Linked DNA regions of Ovis aries: region 2 is linked to region 1. The links are chromatin contacts, called in public Hi-C maps. All regions are on one chromosome and are shown on one strand. Each heading gives the region's core, a stretch centred on a gene start, on an enhancer-like site or on the middle of the called end of the contact. The rest is flanking DNA. Distances are from core to core; before and after follow the strand shown.

Region 1 (5,233 bases), core at 987-3,486:
ATGGTTGTTCATAACTGTCCTTTAGGAAGGCTGCTGGGAAGGGGAGGGGGATGGGTTTAGGCAGAAGCTCAGTGACAGGGATGGGGGGGGGCGGGGCGGGGCGGACAGCAGTCTACATGACAGAATTCAAAGGAGCCTGGTGAACTCAGTCTCAATCCAGGTTGGTGTCAGAGTCTAGGAGACCTGTTCAGAGGTCATTTGACAGCAGGAGTCAGGGAATGACACCCAAGTCACCCAGACATTCCAAGACATTCTCCAGATACATCCACCAATGGCCCCAGACTGAGAAGAGATGTGACTGTCTGGCTCACAAACTGTTAAGGGCAGGGTCGAGCTGGTTTTTAAAGTTGGGCTCTTATGTGCTGGCTCGTGTGTGGAGCTGCGTGAACGTGAGCTCTGACAGTGTTCTCAGCACAGTGAAAGATTTTATCTGAAATGGGTTAGCAATTTGTTGCTTCTAAGTGTTAGCTCTTCACCCAGGCAGCTTGAAGATGTGTATTAAATTTGCATCCATGTGCTCATAAAAAGGCAGTTTTAGAACAACCAGGGCAGAAGGGTGGAGTGCAAGGAACTCTTACACAGCAGCCTAAAGACACAGGTCCAAACCCTGGCTCTCTCACCCTGTGTCCTGGGGAAGCTCCTCCAGGACATTCTGGGACCCAGATTACTCCTGGCTATCACACGGGGTGGCAGAGATGAAGCAGGATACTTCCTTGGATACTTGTACAAAAGCATGTTAAACAAGGTGAAACATTTGATCAACCTTCCCATGATCCTTCTGGCTCCATTCACAGCAGGATGCTTCAAGAAGATCCCATGAGGGGCCCCTCTAGGCATCCTGCCCTGGAAGTGTGTTGTCAGAGTTTGGGGGTGGTGAGGTGAAACAAGCACACCAAAACATGCAGAAACACCAAGACAGGGAGCTGCAGGTCCCAGAACTGCCGTGGTATCAGGAGCTTCTTAGATAACCCCACCTTTACCCAGTTCCCTTCCTCAGCACCCTCTCACTTGAGTACTCTTCAGGGGGTCTCTAGTCCCCATAAACACACTGACTGCTCTCATGTGAGACTCCCTAAGAACCATCGGGCCTTCTCTGGGGGCTGTTACCTCCCCAGCTTTCTCCCACTCAAAGAGGGGTTCAGACAGCAGGAGGGGCCACGGATATCCACAAAGGCTTGGATTTTCACCCACTTCCCTAATTACACCCATAGGAACCTGGGTCCCTGAGAACCCCGCAGGCTGGAGACTGGAGATACCCACCAAGTCCGCCAACACGGGCTCAGTTCAGCCTAACGCCCGTGGTACCCAGCTCATTCTTCTCTGGGGGTCTCAGCCTTAGAGACCTTCCGAGAAACGGGCAGGCCACAACTGATCCTGCTCTCAGCAGCCTTTACCTTATATTTCTCTCTCTCTCTGTGTTTTTTTTTGTTTGTTTGTTTTTTGACTGCACCCTCTGGTTTGTGGGATCTTAGTTCCCTGACCAGGAAATGAACTCAGCCCTGGCAGGGGAAGTGCAGAGTCTTGACCATTGGACCACCAGGGAATTCTCAGTCTTTACCTTATTTGCTTAGAGTTTGTCTCATACTCCAGCGAACACACATCCTGGCTAACTGGGCAGGGCAGGCCGTCTAAGCTCTGCAGAGGCCTTTGTGGTGGTTCCTCCTGGTCACAGCCTCTCTCTCTTCCCTCAACAGTTCAGTGCCGGGTTCTGCCCTTCATCCCGCATTCTCACTCCAACTTCCAGCCCTACAGCTCCACAGACACCTAAAATATCCCAAAGACCTTCACCAAACCCTGCCCAGACTCTGAATCCTTAAACTTCCCCACAATATATGTTTCACCAAATAACCCTGATGCAGCTCCGTCCAACATTACAGCTGTTAGATTTCACCTGCGGAGTGCCATCGTCCTCTCAGGGGTCCGAGGATGAGGAAAGTGTCCGAGACCCCTCCAAGACCCCTCTGGCCTCACTAGTCACTTTTTCTGGATTCCAGGCCAAGAGCTCGGAAGACGCTGCCGTGGGACGGGCAGGATCGGCCGCCCCAGAACAGCCCCCAGCTCCAGAGCCGGCGGCCCCAGAGGCCCCCGCCCCAGAGCCGCCGGCCCCAGAGGCCCCCGCCCCAGAGCCGCCGGCCCCAGAGGCTCCGGCCCCACTCTCTCCACCACCTGCCTCCCAGGAGAGGCCGGAGGAAGATGAGGAGGCTGCGCTGCGGCCAGAGGAGCGGATCCACGTGACCCCGGGCCCGGATCCCAGCGAACAGATCCTGTCGGTGGAGGTCCCTGAGAAGCAGGAGGAGAAGGAGAAAAAGGAGGAAGGGGAGGAGGCGAGGAAGGAGGAGGAGGAGGAGAGAGGCGGCAGTTAGTGCACCTCCCGCCGCCCCCCACCCCTACCCCGCAGGTGCGCGCTCCCCACCACCCGGCACCCCCCCTCGCACCCCCGCCCCCTCCCTCCCCCGGCACCCCGCACCCTCCGCTCCCCAAAGGCCAGGACGCTGGTCCGCGGTAGTGGCCTCAAGCGCTCGGCCGGTGGTCCCTATCTGACATCAGTTTCTCCATCTCCTAGGGCTGGTCTTGAAATTAACAAACTTCATAATGTCTGTGCCGGGTGAGTTCCCACCGTCACTAGAGAACCCTGCCTCCTCTGCACCTGTAATTTTATTTAAGAACGAAATACTTTTCTGTAGGGCTTCAATACATGAGAAGCCTTGTTGGAGAAACAAAGAGCTGTTGAATATTTGGATTTTCCCCTCAGGAATTTGACTTCCCCTCATTTCAAGAACAGAAAACATTTCTGGCAGAAGTGGGAGACAGCTATGCTGTTCCTTTGATGCAGTGGAGATAGCACACACATCTGACCCGTGGTCTGGTGCTGTCTCTCTACTGGGCAGTCACAATAGGAAAGCAATGCTCCTTAGGACAGTTAGTACTTATCTTCTGCAGACATTATCCCATTGTGCCCAGTGATGCTGTTTTCTTAGAATAGATATAATGGAAATGGTTTACTGCCAAGAGGCTGTGAGCGTTTCTGAGCATCCACTCTGCCAGTTACCTAATCCTCTTCATCAGGGATTAACTCATTACTTGTTTTTGACACCTTTGCTGTAGAGATGATGATGTGTGCTAAGTCACTTCAGTTGTGTCCGACTCTTTTCGACCCCATGGACCATAGCCTGCCAGGTTTCTCTGTGGGATTCTCCAGGCAAGAATACTGGAGTAGGCTACCATGCCCTCCTCCCAGGGATCATCTTTCCGACCCAGAGATCAAACCCAAGTCGCTTATGTCTCCTGCACTGGCACCTAAGTTCTTTACCACTAGTACCACCTGGGAAGCCCTAAGAGATAATGGTAGCAGTTTCCACTAAGCCTAGAAGGTGGAGTCTCATGACTAGCAACCACTGAAATTTCTGAGCTTTCTCCAGAACAAGTCATGCTGCTTTTATAATGAAAAAAGGAAAAAGAGTCATTCAGTCAAATGAACATTTATTGAGAGGATTATATTTGCAAACCAAATGGCTCTTTATGGGGTGTGGGTGATTGAAAACAAAAACTAGTATTGGGCCATTTGTTTCCATCAACAACAATGAATAAAAAGACCTGGCATTCCAATAGGTCCTGCCCATATAAAATTACAGAAACCTGGTGAACTACAAAAGGGGCCTCTGAAGGCTGGCAAAGTTGTGTTCTTAATCCATTCAAATGAAAGCACAGCATTGATTTCCCTGTGAAGAGTAAACAATATGGGAATTCCCAGACTTGCCTAAGTATTGCTAAATCCCAGGGTAACAAACAGATTCGCCTAGTCCCTGTCGTATCATGTGATCTGAGTAATCTTTCTATTGAATATAGCGATGAGCAGTGTTATTAACTGACCTTTCAAAAAACTTTTATTTATTTTTAAAGGTAATAACCTATTTACTAAGTCACTTCAGTTGTGTCCAACTCTCTGTGACTCTGTGGACTGTAGCCCACCAGGCTCCTTTTTTGGGGGATTCTCCAGGCAAGAATACTGGAGTGGATTGCCATGCCTTCCTCCAGGGGATTTTCCCAACCCAGGGATCCAACCCATGTCTCATTGTCTCCTGCACTGGCAGGCAGGTTCTTACCACTAGCGCCACCTGGGAAGCCAGTAACATACTTACATGTGTACAAAGGATAGTCATTAAAAATTCTCCCTCCTACCCCAGATTCCCAGCCTCCTTGGTCCCCTTCCTGGAAGCAACCATGATTATCACTTTCTTGTTTATTCTTTCAGAGATATTTTTAAGCTTGTACAAGGAAATATGTAAATTCACTCTGATTTCCTTCCTTCCCTCCCTACCCCCCTCCAAATGGTAACATACTAGAGCTGCTGTTACTTTTCACTTGATATATTTTGGAGATTGTTTCCTATCAGAACATAAAGGGCTTGCTTATTTTTTTCTGGACTGCAAGCTAGCCCATTGTATGGATGTACTGTAACACTTAGGGGCTTCCTCTGTGACTCAGCAGTCAAGAATCTGCCTGAAATGCAGGAGAGAAGGAGATGCAGGTTTGATCCCTGGATTGGGAAGTTCCCCTGGAGGAGGGCATGGCAACCCACTCCAGTATCCTTGCCTGGAGGATCCCATGGACTGAAGAGCCTGGTGGGCTACAATCCGTGGGGTTGCAAAGAGTCGGACATGACTGAAGAGGCAGAGAACAGGTACACACACTGTAACACTTAACCTCTCTCCCATTAATGGCCATTTGCATTGTTTCCAATCATATGCTATTAAAAATAATGCTGCAGTTAAAAATACTGCACAGATATCATTTCACTGGTAAATATTTTTTAAATAGAAGTCTGGAGGCTTGGGCTAATTTTTTTCTTTTCCATCCCCATTCCTCTTTATCATATTTGGACTATATGTTCTATGACCCAAGCATAGAGAATGCTTCCCTCTTTAACAAGTATTTCAGATATATCAGTCAGCTTATTGCCTTTCAGTAGATGGCAAAAAGTTTCAGAGGCACCGTCACTGTTATCTTCTACTAACTAAGGAATCTTTGTTATATAAATGTACTTATTCTTTTATATATCAACCCTTGAGTGTATACTGCTTATTATATAAAGCGAGAGATTTTTGAGGTTTCCAAGAATTGTCCTGGAAAGAAAATTGATTTTGAAATGAGATCAGCAGTGTCTTAATTTCACTGAGAAACCTCATAAAACTTGATGCTTTCACCCACTTTGGATATTAGATAAACTGAATTT
Region 2 (5,055 bases), core at 657-3,156, 290 kb before region 1:
CTCTGCTTGTAGGGTTTCTTTTTCAACTTTTTCAAGTAACTCTTTTCTCAGCAAGAACTCCTTGGTCAGATTGAGGGACATTTCCATGGCGTGGTGTAGCTTGCTCTGCAATATAACAACACAGGAAGTCTTGAGCAAAGATGATCGCTATAGGAAAAAGAGGCAGACAACTCTTTCTTCAGCAGAATAGCAGGACCATCCAGGAACTTGGGTCTGTCCTTCTTATGACTCCAGATTTTCAGAATCCTGGTGCCTAAGAGGCAGGGGAGGACCTCGGGAGACTTCTCACCTGCAAAGCGCCCAGACACACCTGGACCCAAATCCCACCCCACTGTTACTAAGAAAACCTCTCTAGACTTGGCCTGACTGCTTTGTAGGGTTGTGGTGCTTAGTCACTCAGTCGTATCTGATTCTTTGAGATCCCATGGACTATAGCCCTCCAGGCTCCTCTGTCCATGGAATTCTCCAGGCAAGAATACTGGAGCGGGTTGCCATTTCCTTCTCCAGGGGATCTTCTCAACCCAGGGATCAAACCTGGGTCTCCTGCATTGCAGGTGGATCCTTTACTGTCTGAGCCACCAGGAAAGGCTTAACAGAGACAGATCCTGGTAAAGTGTTGAGCACAGTGCCTGGCACATGGAGAGCACGTGGCATAAGACCACCGTCATCTGGACAGACAAAGAGGTGGATGCTACTGTGAGCATGTGCGATCTCACAAGTGAGGTCTTCCCAGACCAGGAATCAAGCCCATGTCTCCTGCAACGGCAGGCAGACTCTCTACCATGGAGCCACCAGGGATGCCCCAGGGGCTCCCTTGACTGAGACTCACTCATAAAACTCACAGAAGAGAAGACACTGTTGTCTGTCTCCTTCGTGGCTAAACCCTCAGCACTTAGCCCTGTGCCTAGTGTGCCACAGGTTCTCATATATTTAGTAATAGAGGCAAATTATTCTTCATATTTTTTATTATTTTAGAAATATGTATTTATTTGGTTGTGCTGAGTCTTAGATGTGGCACTCAGGATCTTTCATCTTTAGCTGCGGCGGCATGTGGGATCTAGTTCTCTGACCAGGGATCGATCCCAGGTCCCTGTATTGAGAGCAAGGAGTCTTAGCTACTAGACCACCAGGGAAGTCCCATTCTACATATTTTTAATGACATCTCACACTTGGGTGTTTGACATTAAAATGAAAATGATCCAACCTGCTGCCCATCCATCCGTAAACATACTTCTGGATTTTTAGCAGTTTTTTGACAGTTCTGACTGAGCACCTGCTTTGCCATTGTCCTCAGTGCTAGGGACACATCACTGACCAGTCAAGCTCTGTCCTGGTAGGCAGTCACAAAAATCTGCTTCTGAGAGGGGACGCATCGGCCCATGGTTCCCAGAAGAGTCCCCATTCAAACCCAGGTAAGCCTGACTCTACAACTCACCATGCTGGGCCCTGCTTTCCACAGGAGACCTGAGAACTGAGACACAGAAAAGTCAAACTGCATCTCTCTCAGCTTCAGGCTATGTCGCCTTAGGTCTCCTGTAGGCGTCTCCTCCCAGCTTCACCATCTGCTTGCTGTTATTCTCAGCAGGCTGACAGGCACCCTAGCCCCTGGGATTCTGACCAGAATGGCTCCCATCCTGCCCACCATGGCCTGTGTTCCAGCTGCTTGGGTTTCACCTTCAATCTGCACTACGCGTTCTGGAGCTCAAGACGCGGGCCTGGCTGTCCTATTAATATTTTATAGACAGTAGCTCCACTCCAAAGCCCTGACTTTTCCCCGCAAGACCAGACTGGCCCTGGGCCACTTAGTTGATTCCTCAGGATCAGATCAAGGTCCAGTGTGATGTAACCACATACCTCACAGCTCTCCAGCTGGACACAAGAATTTCAGAATGTGAGCATGACCTTGCCTACACACATTTTGCCAGCAGAAGGCAGTGGGTAAGGCGGGACACACACGGGACTAGGAGCCCCAGCTCCGTCACAGCATGTGGCTTGAATCCAGCAATTGCTCTCCCTCTTTCAGCCTCAGGTTTTTCATTTGTAAAAGGAAAACATTGAACAAACATAAGCCTAATATAAACACATTCGAATTCACGGTTTTAAATGACACTGTGTGGCCTGCCCAAGTCCGTGGCTGCTGTTGCCACCAAGGCACGAGGCCAAGGGTCAGCAACCTTGTTCTGTAAAAGGTTAGATGGGAAATATTTCAGGCTTTGCAGTCCAAGAGGCAAAATTGATACTGTATAATTATATTAACAAGAGAAAAAAACTGCCACAATTGTTTTATTGATAAAATTCAAAATGAAATAATTAAGTATAATATTTTGGGATATCTGTCTACAAATGAGAGGAATGAAATTTCTAGGGGAGAAATCAATTTTACTTAATTGGGTATCAAAGAGAGTGTTCTCTATCAAAATCAGTTGCAAATGTTCTTCTGTAAAAACCACCCTTGTCTCCTAGGCCAGTGGGCAGGATAGATGGGCCACTGTATCAGACAGTTGCCAGCAGAATGACCAGACCACCTGGTCTGCCAGGAACAGGCCATGCTCATGCCCATAGTCCCTGCTTAATTATCAGTATTGCCTCTTTCTCGCCAAAGACAGTTCTGTGTAGATAAGGAATTATTTAGCAGGTTTTTTTTTTTTTTTTTAATAGCTAAGATGATTTCCTTTGCAGAGTTTTAAGCAGGGAAGTACTTATTGTTGTTTAGTTGCTCAGTCGTGTCAACTCTCTTACGATTCCAGGGATTGTAGCCCACCAGGCTCCTCTGTCCATGGGATTTCCCAGGCAAGAATACTGGAGTGGTTTTGCCATTTCCTTCTCCAGGGCATCTTCCCCGTTAAGACAGGGATCAAGCCCAAGTCTCCTGCATTGGCAGGCGGGTTCTTTACCACTGAGCCACCAGGGAAGCCCCAGGGAGGTGCTTATTACAGACTAAATTAAATAGAGCCCTAATTGTGGCTGGTTCTTAAAACTCACAGTGCATAAAAATCAGCTGGGGAGTTAAAAAAATGTATGGCTCTCACCCCCTAATTCAATTGGTTGGGGTTGAGCTAGTGTGTCTATCTTAAAAAAAAAAAAAAAAAAGGCTCCTCAACTGGTTTTAACACATAGTCAAGGTCATAGAGACATTTGGGGGATTTTAGGAGATATGGCTGGAGAAGGCAATGGCAACCCACTCCAGTACTCTTGCCTGGAAAATCCCATGGATGGAGGAGCCTGGTAGGCTGCAGTCCATGGGGTCGCAAAGAGTCGGACACGACTGAAGCGACGTAGCAGCAGCAACAGGAGGAGATATGGCTTTGTTGGGAGAAATCAGAGAGCAACAGGGGAGCGTAGGATGCCTAGGCTCTCGGTGAAGCCACAGTGATGTCCCAGAACCTTGCTGTGATTCGGGAAACCCCAGGCACCGGGGCATGAGCTTGGACCTTACTTTGTACGAGTTAAGGATCTGCAGGGTGTTTCCAGATGCCAGCTTCATCTGGATCAGCTCTTGATTCCTTGCTTCAATCGTCTCTAAAAACTGAGCATTCTCGATCTTCAGCTGCTGGAAGTCAACGTCGTGGAGGGCCTCGCCTACCTCTTCCTTCTACAGCTCAGAAAGAAGAGTAACGCAAGCCAGAAAGACAAAAACAAACATACATTAATGCGTAAGTGTGAAATCTAAAAAAAATGATACAGAGGAACCTGTGTGCAGGGCAGGAATAGAGGTGCAGATGCAGAGAATGGGCTCGTGGACCCAGTGGGGGAAGGGCTAGGTGGGATGAACTGGGAGACTGGGAACGACATGTACATGCTGCTGCTGCTGCTGCTAAGTCGCTTCAGTCGTGTCCGACTCTGTGCGACCCCAGAGACGGCAGCCCACCATGTATATGCTACCGTATGGAAAACAGATGGCCAGTGGGAACCTGCAGTATAGCAAGGCAGCTCAGCTCAGTGCTCCGTGATGACCCAGAGGGGTGGGATGCAGTGAGAGGGCCTGGAGGGGTGTATGTACACGTATAGCTGATTCACTTCATTGTACAGCAGAAACTAACTCAACTTTGTAAAGCAATTATATGCCAGTAAAAAAAATAATAAAGAATAGAACATGGCTGAAAAAGAAATGATGTTGTGACTCCTGTATCGCCATACATTCAATTTCAGGTGAGCTTTTGGAAGTCAGTCATCATTCAGTCATTCTACAAACTTGGATTGGGGATCTGCTTGGTGCCAGGCATGGCCTTAGGCCCTAGGGATAGAGATCTGAGTAAATACAATACTCCCATACTCAATGACAGTTCACAGGCAGGTCACAGCATGGTGTTGTGGGACACACAGGGGCAGCATGCAAACAGAAGCCCCTCCAGGCAGGCCAGGAGAGTATGGAAGGCGGGGTCAGGGGAGGCTTCCCCGAGGAGGTGGTGCCTAAACAGGGCTGTGAAGGAAGAGGCCATTAAAGGTTGTTTTTAACCTGGAAAACTCAGAATAAGCAGCTCATAAATGCCTTTCCTTTGATCACATGATGTTTCTGCACTCGGGGTGTATTAGTGCATTAGGTTGCCTCCCTAGCCCTCACCCCACTTACCTGTCCCACCAGCTCTACGGCATCTCACGTCTGTGGTCACAAAAACCAACCTCGGGACTGCTCCCCACACCCACTTGCTATTCAAGCTATATATCTCCTAAAAGACATCTTCTTCCCTTCCCCCTGAATAACACAACAATTTCCCTAAGCCCTAACTTGACCCATCCTCCAGCTCAAACTGTTCCCATCTTCCACACCAGAAGGCAACCCGTGCCTCCACTCAGTCTCTGGATTTTGTGGTTGCGGCTTCTGTGGTCTCCGTCTAGCAGTTACGCATCTACGCCTTTTCTCACCATCACCTCTCCCTGTGAGGCTGTGAGGACAGGACCCCGTCAGTGTCATCTCTGGGTAGCAATGGCTTTTAGGTTCAAGGTCAGCCATCTGCTTCCCCTCTCATGCTTCTGGATGCCTGAGCTTGCATGAAGCCCAGAGAACCAGGAACTCGGTATTAGGAGGCACCTTCTTGAAAACGTGCTGGGGCCACA

What was found. Hi-C and Micro-C count contacts between places; a contact is called where the count stands out from the background.
Region 2: a Hi-C map of liver shows a contact between it and region 1, with 4 times the contacts expected there. The contact joins two enhancer-like sites. A contact is called at or near these places in 2 of 16 Hi-C or Micro-C datasets (liver and tail adipose tissue).

What each region holds. Positions count from the first base shown.
Region 1 is chr14:25,401,049-25,406,281 of ARS-UI_Ramb_v3.0, reverse strand. CNGB1 (cyclic nucleotide gated channel subunit beta 1) reads left to right here. Exons shown (of 25, transcript XM_060397985.1): 25 at 1,995-2,383. The coding sequence ends at 2,363. Among named protein-coding and RNA genes, the nearest start is that of KIFC3, 35 kb to the right of the region's middle. Within about 2 kb of position 2,236, at least 1 of the 54 cell types and tissues checked has an H3K27ac peak or open chromatin away from gene starts, as enhancers often do. A contact at or near this core is called in liver, where this site is marked.
Region 2 is chr14:25,687,717-25,692,771 of ARS-UI_Ramb_v3.0, reverse strand. CCDC113 (coiled-coil domain containing 113) reads right to left here. Exons shown (of 9, transcript XM_012189846.4): 6 at 3,437-3,592; 7 at 1-105. Among named protein-coding and RNA genes, the nearest start is that of CCDC113, 16 kb to the right of the region's middle. Within about 2 kb of position 1,906, at least 5 of the 54 cell types and tissues checked have an H3K27ac peak or open chromatin away from gene starts, as enhancers often do. A contact at or near this core is called in liver, where this site is marked.